2 separate regions of the Sus scrofa genome follow, and region 1 is linked to region 2. A link is a contact called in public HiChIP or PLAC-seq data. All regions are on one chromosome and are shown on one strand. Each heading gives the region's core, a stretch centred on a gene start, on an enhancer-like site or on the middle of the called end of the contact. The rest is flanking DNA. Distances are from core to core; before and after follow the strand shown.

Region 1 (3,923 bases), core at 1,250-3,749, 180 kb after region 2:
AAGTTTAAGGACAGACAATGGGAGTTCCTATTGTGGCTCAGCAGTAATGAACCCAACTAGTATCCATGAGGACATGGGTTTGATCCTTGGCTCTGCTCAGTGCGTTAAGGATCCAGCATCACTGTGAGCTGTGATGTAGGTTGCAGACATGGATGGGATCTGGCATTTCTGTGGCTGTGGTGTGTAGGCCGTAGCTGCAGCTCCGATTCGACCCCATGCTTGGGAACTTCCATGTGCCGTGGGTATAGCCCTAAAATAAAAATTAAAAAAAAAAAAAAAGATAGACAATCTTTGAGGGTTTAAAAATTTAACCCACAAGTCAGAACTAAGTCTGTCTATACTAATATAAGAAACTAAGATAAAATTACAGTTGTTAATGAATTTTTTTTTTTTGGGGCCATACTCATGGTATGTGGAAGTTTCCAGGTCAGAAAAAGAATTTGAGCCACAGCTGTGACAATGCCAGATCCTTAACCTGCTGAGCCATCAGGGAATTCCCAATAATTAGTTCTTTAACATCATATTGCTCACAATTAAAGAAAATATTCTTTCCTACAGTAAAAAAAAACCAAAAAACAAAAAACAAACAAACAAAAAAAACCAACACCGCTCTAAACTGCAAAAACAATGCTAAAAAAAATTTAAAAAAAAAAAAAAAAAAAAAAAAGGAGTTCCGTCATGCATGGTTCAGTGGTTAACAAATCTGACTAGGAACCATGAGGTTATGGGTTCGATCCATGGCCTTGCTCAGTGGGTTAAGGATCTGGTGTTGCTGTGAGCTGTGGTGTAGGTTGCAGACCTGGCTTGGATCCCACATTGCTGTGGCTGTGGTGTAGGCCGGCAGCTGTAGCTCCAATTAGACCCCTAGCCTGGGAACCTCCATATGCTTCAGGAGCGGCTCTAGAAAAGGCAAAAAGACAAAAAAAAAACAATGCTGAGTTTTGAAATAAGTTGTTGAAACGTGTAATATGCATAGTGTTGTTAATGTGAAATTTTAAAACTTGTACACAGATATTTAGTATATTATAAAAATATGCATAGATTTGAAACATACTGAATTCTGAGATAGGGAAAGGAATGAGACTGATTTTATAATCTGTATGTTTATAAAACAAAATGTGAATATTTTATAAAGCCACTTGGCACTTTTATACTGGTCAATATATTAGTCTTCATATCAATTTACATGTTTCAAATATTTTATAACTTTTTAAAAGTGAAAACAAAATTTATACAAAATTAACTCAAAATAGATCACAGACCTAAATATAAAACACAAAACTATAAAAATCCTGGAAAATACCATAGGGAAAAAAATCTAGGTGACCTTGGGTTTGATGATGGCTTTTATATACAACACCAAAAGCATGATCAAGTAACAAAGAAATCTTTAAGATGGACTTTACTAAAATTAAAACCTGTGCTCTGTGAAAGACATCATTAATGAAAAAACTATAAGCTATACACTGTGAGAAATATTAGCAAAAGCGTATCTGATAAAGGAGTATTACCCCCAAATATGCAAAGAATTCAAACTCAACAATAAGCAAATTAAAAAACATGATTAAAAAGTAAACAAAAGACCTAAAGACATCTAACCAAAAAAGATATACAAATGGAAAATAAACATATGAAAAGATACTAACATCATATGCCATTAGAAAACTGCAAATGAAAACAATAAAATTCCACAGCACACATCTATTAGAAAGGCTAAAATCCAAAACAGTGACAACACCAAATGCTGACAAGGTATGGAGCAACAGAAACTCTCATTCATTGCTGTGGAATGCAAAATGGTAAATCACTTTGGAAAAGTTTGGCAATTTCTTACAAAGCTAAACTTAGTCTTACTACATGATCCAGCAATTGCAGTCCAATTGGAGAACCAATGTCTACCAAAAAAATCTGCACATGAATGTTTATAGCAGCTTTATTAATAATTGCAAAAACTTGGAAGTAATCAAGATATCCTAGAGTTCCCATTGTGGCTCATCAGGTTAAGAACCCAATATCCATGAAGATGAGGGTTCAATCCCTGGCCTCACTCAGTGGGATAAAGGATCCAGCATTCCCATGAGCTGCGGTGCAGGTTACAGATATGGCTCGGATGTAGTGTTGCTGTGGCTGTGGTGTAGGCTCCAATTCGACCCCTAGCCCAGGGAACTTCCATATAATGCAGGCATGGCCCTAAGAAAAAAAAAAAAAAAAGAGCAATTTTCTTGCCATCCCTGCCAATAGAAAAGGTCTGTTGAAAGCAGACATGCAAGCTCCAGAAGTTAGTAAGGAAGGGAAGGATACAGTTGACCCCTTACAAGTGGAAATGAAAACCTATCTCTGCATAGACCAAGACAAAGTCCAAAGAAAACAAATGGCTGCGTGGGGCAAATGCTCTTGTGGTCAGGTCATGTGAACATTGATTTCAGCATGACTGACCGGCCACAACAGAGGGGAAATAAATGCCCTCTGGGGGTGGGGGCGGGGGGCACAAGGGAGGGAGAGAATTAGGGAGAGTACATCTATACAATGCAATACTATGAGTGTGTGTGTTGACGTACGGCAAGAGTGGATGGTGAATTGTAATCTTATCAAAAAAAAAAAAAAAACCCATGACCTAGAGGGTTAAGGCTCCTGCCTTTCTCACCACTGTGGCTCTGGTTGCTGCTGTGTGGTGCAGGTTCAATCCCTGGCCCAGGAACAAACAACTTCTACACGCTGCCCATGTGTACAAAAGGTAAAAAATAAAGCTGAAATGGTGGGAGGAGGGGGGACGAAAAAAAGAAAAGAAATGAAAAAAGATATTTTTCAATTGGTAAATGGATAAACTGTGGTAAATGCACACAATGGACTATTATTCAGCAATAAAAATAAACAAGCTATTGAGTAACAAAAAGACATGGAGGGGAGTTCCCACCATGGCTCAGTGGTTAACGAATCTGACTAGGAACCATGAGGTTGCTGGTTCAATCCCTGGCCTCGTTCAGTGGGTTAAGGATCTGGTGTTGCTGTGAGCTGTGGTGTAGGTCATAGAAATGGCTCTGATTCCGTGCTGCTATGGCTCTGGCATAGGCCGGAGGCTACAGCTCTGATTAGACCCCTAGCCTGGGAACCTCCATATGCCACGGGAGTGGCCCTAGAAAAGGTAAAAAGACAAAAAAAAAAAAAAAAATAAGACGTGGAGGAACCTTAAAGATTTATTGCTAAGTGAAAGAAGCCAGTCTGAAAAGACTACATATTATATGATTTCAACTATGTGACAGTCTAAAAAAGGCAAAACTATAGAGCCAGCAAAGCAATGAGTGGTGGTAATCAGGAGCTGGGGGGCAATGAAAGAGAAGGATGGATAGGTAGAACATAGGGGTTTTGTGAGGCAGTGACACTATTCTGTATAATACTATAATGGTAGACCCATGACATTATGAATTTGTCAAAACCCATGAAGTTGTACAACATAAAGAGTAAACACTAATGCAAACTCAGTTTATAATAAGGTATCAATATTGTTCATTAATTATAACAAAGGTACAACTATTCTTTTTCAATTCCAAATGAGTGTACTGAAATTCAATTTTGGCCCTAGCCACTCAGAGCTAGCGTGGAGCTCACAAACCAAAAGACATTATCCCATATAAGACTGCACTTATTTCAAATGCCAGCCACACTTTAGGAGCCCCCTGGCCACCTGCATTTCTAATCAACTGGCCACAAAAACAGGGATTCCTATGATTCCCTCAGTTTGATAACTTGCTAAGACAACTCACATAACTCAGGAAAGCATTATACTTATGATTGCAGTTTTCTTATAAAGGATACACACAGGGCAAGGTCTAGGATATTCCCAAATATAGGGCTTCCATATTCCATGCCATCTCCCCATGAGTCAGAGTGCATCATTCTAACACATCAGTGTGTTCACTAGGGGA
Region 2 (4,116 bases), core at 23-2,522:
GTAATTTTTCCATTATTAATAACAACAATGCATTCTCTTACATGTACTTCACAGTTTATAAAAGCAGTTTCACTACATAAACACATATGCATATAAACCTCTAATGAGGGAGGTAGGTACAGCAGCGAGTATCCATTCATGTGAAAAGGGAGAGGTTATGTGACTTGCTTGGGAATATACAACAACAGATTCAGAATTTGGACCCATTAAGCTGACTCCAAAGCTACTTTTCTGTTTTCTTTCTTTCTTTTTTTTTTTTTTCCTTCTTCTGGCTATACCCATGGCACGTGGAAATTCCTGGGCCAGGGACTGAATCCACACCACAGCAGTAACCTGTACCACAGCTGTGAAAATGCTGGAGCCTTAACCTGCCAGGCCACCAGGGAACTCCCAAATATACCTTTTCTTATTTTATGTTGTGATGTCTTTTAGTTTAAGACCAACAAAAATAAAGCTATTCACATTGAATGAAAAACCAAATAAAGCTATGGACTGAACTTGTCTTCCCAAGATTCATAAGTTAAAGCCCTGACCCCCCCCAATGTGCATACTCTCTCCCCCACCCTCCCCACCCCTGGCATGTCTCACACCAGGAAGAGAATCTTCTCCCTTTGCAGTCTACAGAAATGGGAGAAAATAAACCCTATTATTCATTAGTCATCCAGTTTATCGTATTTTGTTATGGCAGCTCAAGCAGACTAAGATGAAGATTTTGTTACTGAGAAGTGGGGTATTGCTTTAACAAATAACCAAAAATACAGAAGAAGCTGCTTTGGAATTGGGTAGAAGATGGAAGAGTTTTAAGACACCTGAGAGAAAAAGCCTAGATACCCCTGAATAGACTGTTGCTAGAAATATGAACACTAAGGGTGATTCTAGTGAAGTCTCAGATAGAAATGAGGAACACATCAGAAACTAGAAAAAAGATGAACTTTCTTATAAAATGGCAAAGAACTTGGCTAAATGGTGCTCTTGCATTTTGTGAAAGGCAGAACTTGTAAGCTATGAAACTAAATATTTAGCTGAGAGATTTCTAAACAAAATGTTAAAGGAATGGCTTGTTTCTTCCTAACTGCTTATAGTAAAGGGCAAAGGGAGAGAGAAGAGTTGAAGGAATTGTTGGACAAAAAGGAATCAGAGCTTGAAGATTTGAAAACTCTCAGCCTATCCATATTGTAAAAAACGAGAAAGCTTGTTCTAAAGAGAATACTAAGGGTGTGGCTGAATAACCACTTGATAAAGACATCAGAGTGTGACTCATGGACTTAATCAGCCATCTCAGCAGAAGCCAGAAATAGAGGTGGGATTATACCAGCAAAGGCACTGTCAGTTTGAACTAAAGGGACAGAGAAAGCTGGGTGGAATGAAGGAAGGCTGTTGGACTTCTTGGATGCTTGAGGACTGGACCATAGAGCTATTTATCTGTGAAAGAGAACTATTCTTTAAGGAAAGGGAAGCATGACCCTGAAGACATTCTAGATATTCAAGGGCTGCTACTCCCACCACAGGCCCAGGGCAAGGCAGTTTCCTTTTCTGTTTAGAAGGGTAGGGATGCTTCTCCAGATTGGGAAGGCCAAGCGTGACCCTGCCCTGGCAGTGAGCCATGTGGGTGGGCCCTTACGAAAAGCCAAAGATCAAGGGGCCCAGCAGAGCCACATGGTTGATGCTGCCACTCCAGTGGGCCTGGAGGACAAAATACTGAATCAAAGAGGATTATTCCTGAGCCTCAGTATTTAATGGAATTGGCCTTGTAAGGTTTTGGAATTGGCCTTGCAAGGTTTTGAACTTGCTTGAGACCCATCATCCCTTTCTTCCTTTTCGATTTCTCCCTTTTTAAATGGGGTTGTCCATCCTATGCTTGTCCACCACTGTATTTTGGAAGCACATAACTTGACTATTTCCCTAGGTTCACATTTGGAGAAGAAATTTGCTTTAGGATTTATCAGACCTTGAGTTTCACCCATATCTGATTTAGATGATAGTCACGTGAGACTTTGGACTTTAGAGTTGATGCTAGAATGAGTTAAGAACTCTGGGACTACTGGGATGAACTGAACATATTTTGTATGTGATAAGGATATGAATTCAATGTGGGGGGCAGGGACAGAACATTTTGGATTAAATTGTTTACCCCGCTCCTCCCAAATTCATATGTTGACATGCTAACCCCCAAGGTGATTTAACTGTATTTGGAGATAGGGCCTACAAAGAGGTAATTAAGGCTAAATGAGGCCCTGACATGGATTAGTGTCCTTATAGGAAGAGACACTAGAAAGTCCCTACCCACCTCAGCCATGTGAAGACACAAGAAGAAGGCAGCCATCTGCAAGGCAGAAAGAGAGCCCCCCACTAGAAACTAAATCAGCTAGAACCTTGATTTTGAACTTTCCAGCATTCAGAACTATGAGAAAATTTATTTTGTTTAAGCCATCCAGTCTACAGTATTTTGTTAGGGTGGCCTGAGCAAACTCAGACAACACTCAAGGTAAAGATCATAGTACTCTTTATCACCGCAGGGTATTTGGCATTTAAGGGGTAGAATCCCTTGGCTTTCAAATTATTAAATTCTAGCAGTGACTTCCTTTTGCAACATTTTAACAGACCTTTTAGCTTCTTCAAGAGACAGTCATACCTGTTAGCCTACTCTAAATTCCCTTAGTATGGAAAGGGATATGTTAAGAAGACAAACAGTGAAAAGTTATGTGAGCCAACTGCTGGTCTTTTTTTGCTTATCTCTGCAAAGGTAGGGTTCACAGTGTCCTAGTAATTTATTCCTTTAAGGTTGTACTATCAATTGGGTACTTCTAGAAACACCCAGAGGGTCTTCAAAGAGGCATTTATATTCACCATTTAGTGTAAAACATCCTTTCCCAAACCTGCCAACATCTCCCAGTATATAACCACTTGCCACCTGTTCTTTGGAGATTGCTTTTGCATCATTACAAGCAAAGAAATCAATACCAGACCATTGATTTGGGAAAGAGACAAGATTGCACAGCAATAATACATAAAGTTAGTCAAGCCCTACTTCTCAGTTGTTTTGAAAAAAACAGATAGTTCAATGTCCCTTTCTGAAATAGGTACTCATCCTGCATTGATGATTTTGTAGCAATAAAGGCCCAAGATAGATGAGGCCCCATAACCCCAATTGATATGCTACAAAGAATCTCAAAATGCCTTTTTAGACTCAACAGTAATATATTAACTCATATCTAGATCTTCTGTCTGCAGTTTACCCCTCGGTTTAATTTAAAAAGTGTGGGCTGGGGCACAGGGTCACTCTGCAAGTGCCACCAGACAGTAAAGTGGTGACGGTGCTGCAACTGCAGAGAGCAGCCGGCTGAAGGTCTGGTCTAAATATATATTCTGTCTTGATAGACAGGTAAGGCCAAACGTTTACCTTATCCATTAATTTACTAAGACACCATCTGGTCTTTCGAAGCTAAATTAACACATACAAGTCATTTAGATATGTTAATTGGTTTTGAACCAGTGAAGAGAATCAGTAAAAAGGGACTATGGGAAGGGGGAACGTTACCTTAAGTTTACAGAAAGCTCTATGTTTTCAGAAATTCTTTCAATGTATCATCTCACTTGAGCCTAACCTCAGTCCTGAAAACTAGATACATCATTGTTGTAAACATCTGAAAGAGAAGGAAATTGAGGCTCAAAGACTGTTACTTTCTTAAAGTAATCTAGGGAAGAAGTGAAAGAAGTTGAAATTTATCAGAGACATTTAGTTCTCTTTTAGTCAAAAAGTGCTACAAGATGGGCACCATTATTATTCCCTCCCCCCACTTTTTTGGGCAGCACCTGCCTACCTCATGCAGGAGTTCCTGGGCCAGAGATCAAACCCAAGCTACAGCAGTGACAATGCTGAATCCTTAACAGCTGGGCCACCAGGGAACTCCTATTATCTCTCTTTTTTTTCTTCTTTTTACAGCTGCACCTCCAGCATATGGAACTTCCTACGTTGCGGTCAAATCGGAGCTGCAGCTGCTGGCCTAAGCCATAGCCACAGCAATGCAGGATCTAAGCTGCATCTGCGATCTACACCACAGCTTGTGGCAACGCCTGATCCTTAACCCACTGAGAGAGGCCAAGGATGAAACCCGC

What was found. HiChIP or PLAC-seq counts read pairs in DNA pulled down with a chosen protein or histone mark.
Region 1: a contact with region 2 is called in an H3K27ac HiChIP or PLAC-seq map of alveolar macrophages. The contact joins two enhancer-like sites. A contact is called at or near these places in 2 of 2 datasets of contacts at active chromatin or transcription factors (alveolar macrophages and skeletal muscle).

The regions. Positions count from the first base shown.
Region 1 is chr7:57,418,157-57,422,079 of Sscrofa11.1, forward strand. The region is part of intron 1 of PEAK1 (pseudopodium enriched atypical kinase 1); the gene reads right to left. Among named protein-coding and RNA genes, the nearest start is that of PEAK1, 25 kb to the right of the region's middle. Within about 2 kb of position 2,500, at least 2 of the 83 cell types and tissues checked have an H3K27ac peak or open chromatin away from gene starts, as enhancers often do. A contact at or near this core is called in alveolar macrophages, where this site is marked.
Region 2 is chr7:57,238,694-57,242,809 of Sscrofa11.1, forward strand. All of the region lies in intron 5 of PEAK1 (pseudopodium enriched atypical kinase 1), which reads right to left. Among named protein-coding and RNA genes, the nearest start is that of TSPAN3, 53 kb to the left of the region's middle. Within about 2 kb of position 1,273, at least 7 of the 83 cell types and tissues checked have an H3K27ac peak or open chromatin away from gene starts, as enhancers often do. A contact at or near this core is called in alveolar macrophages, where this site is marked.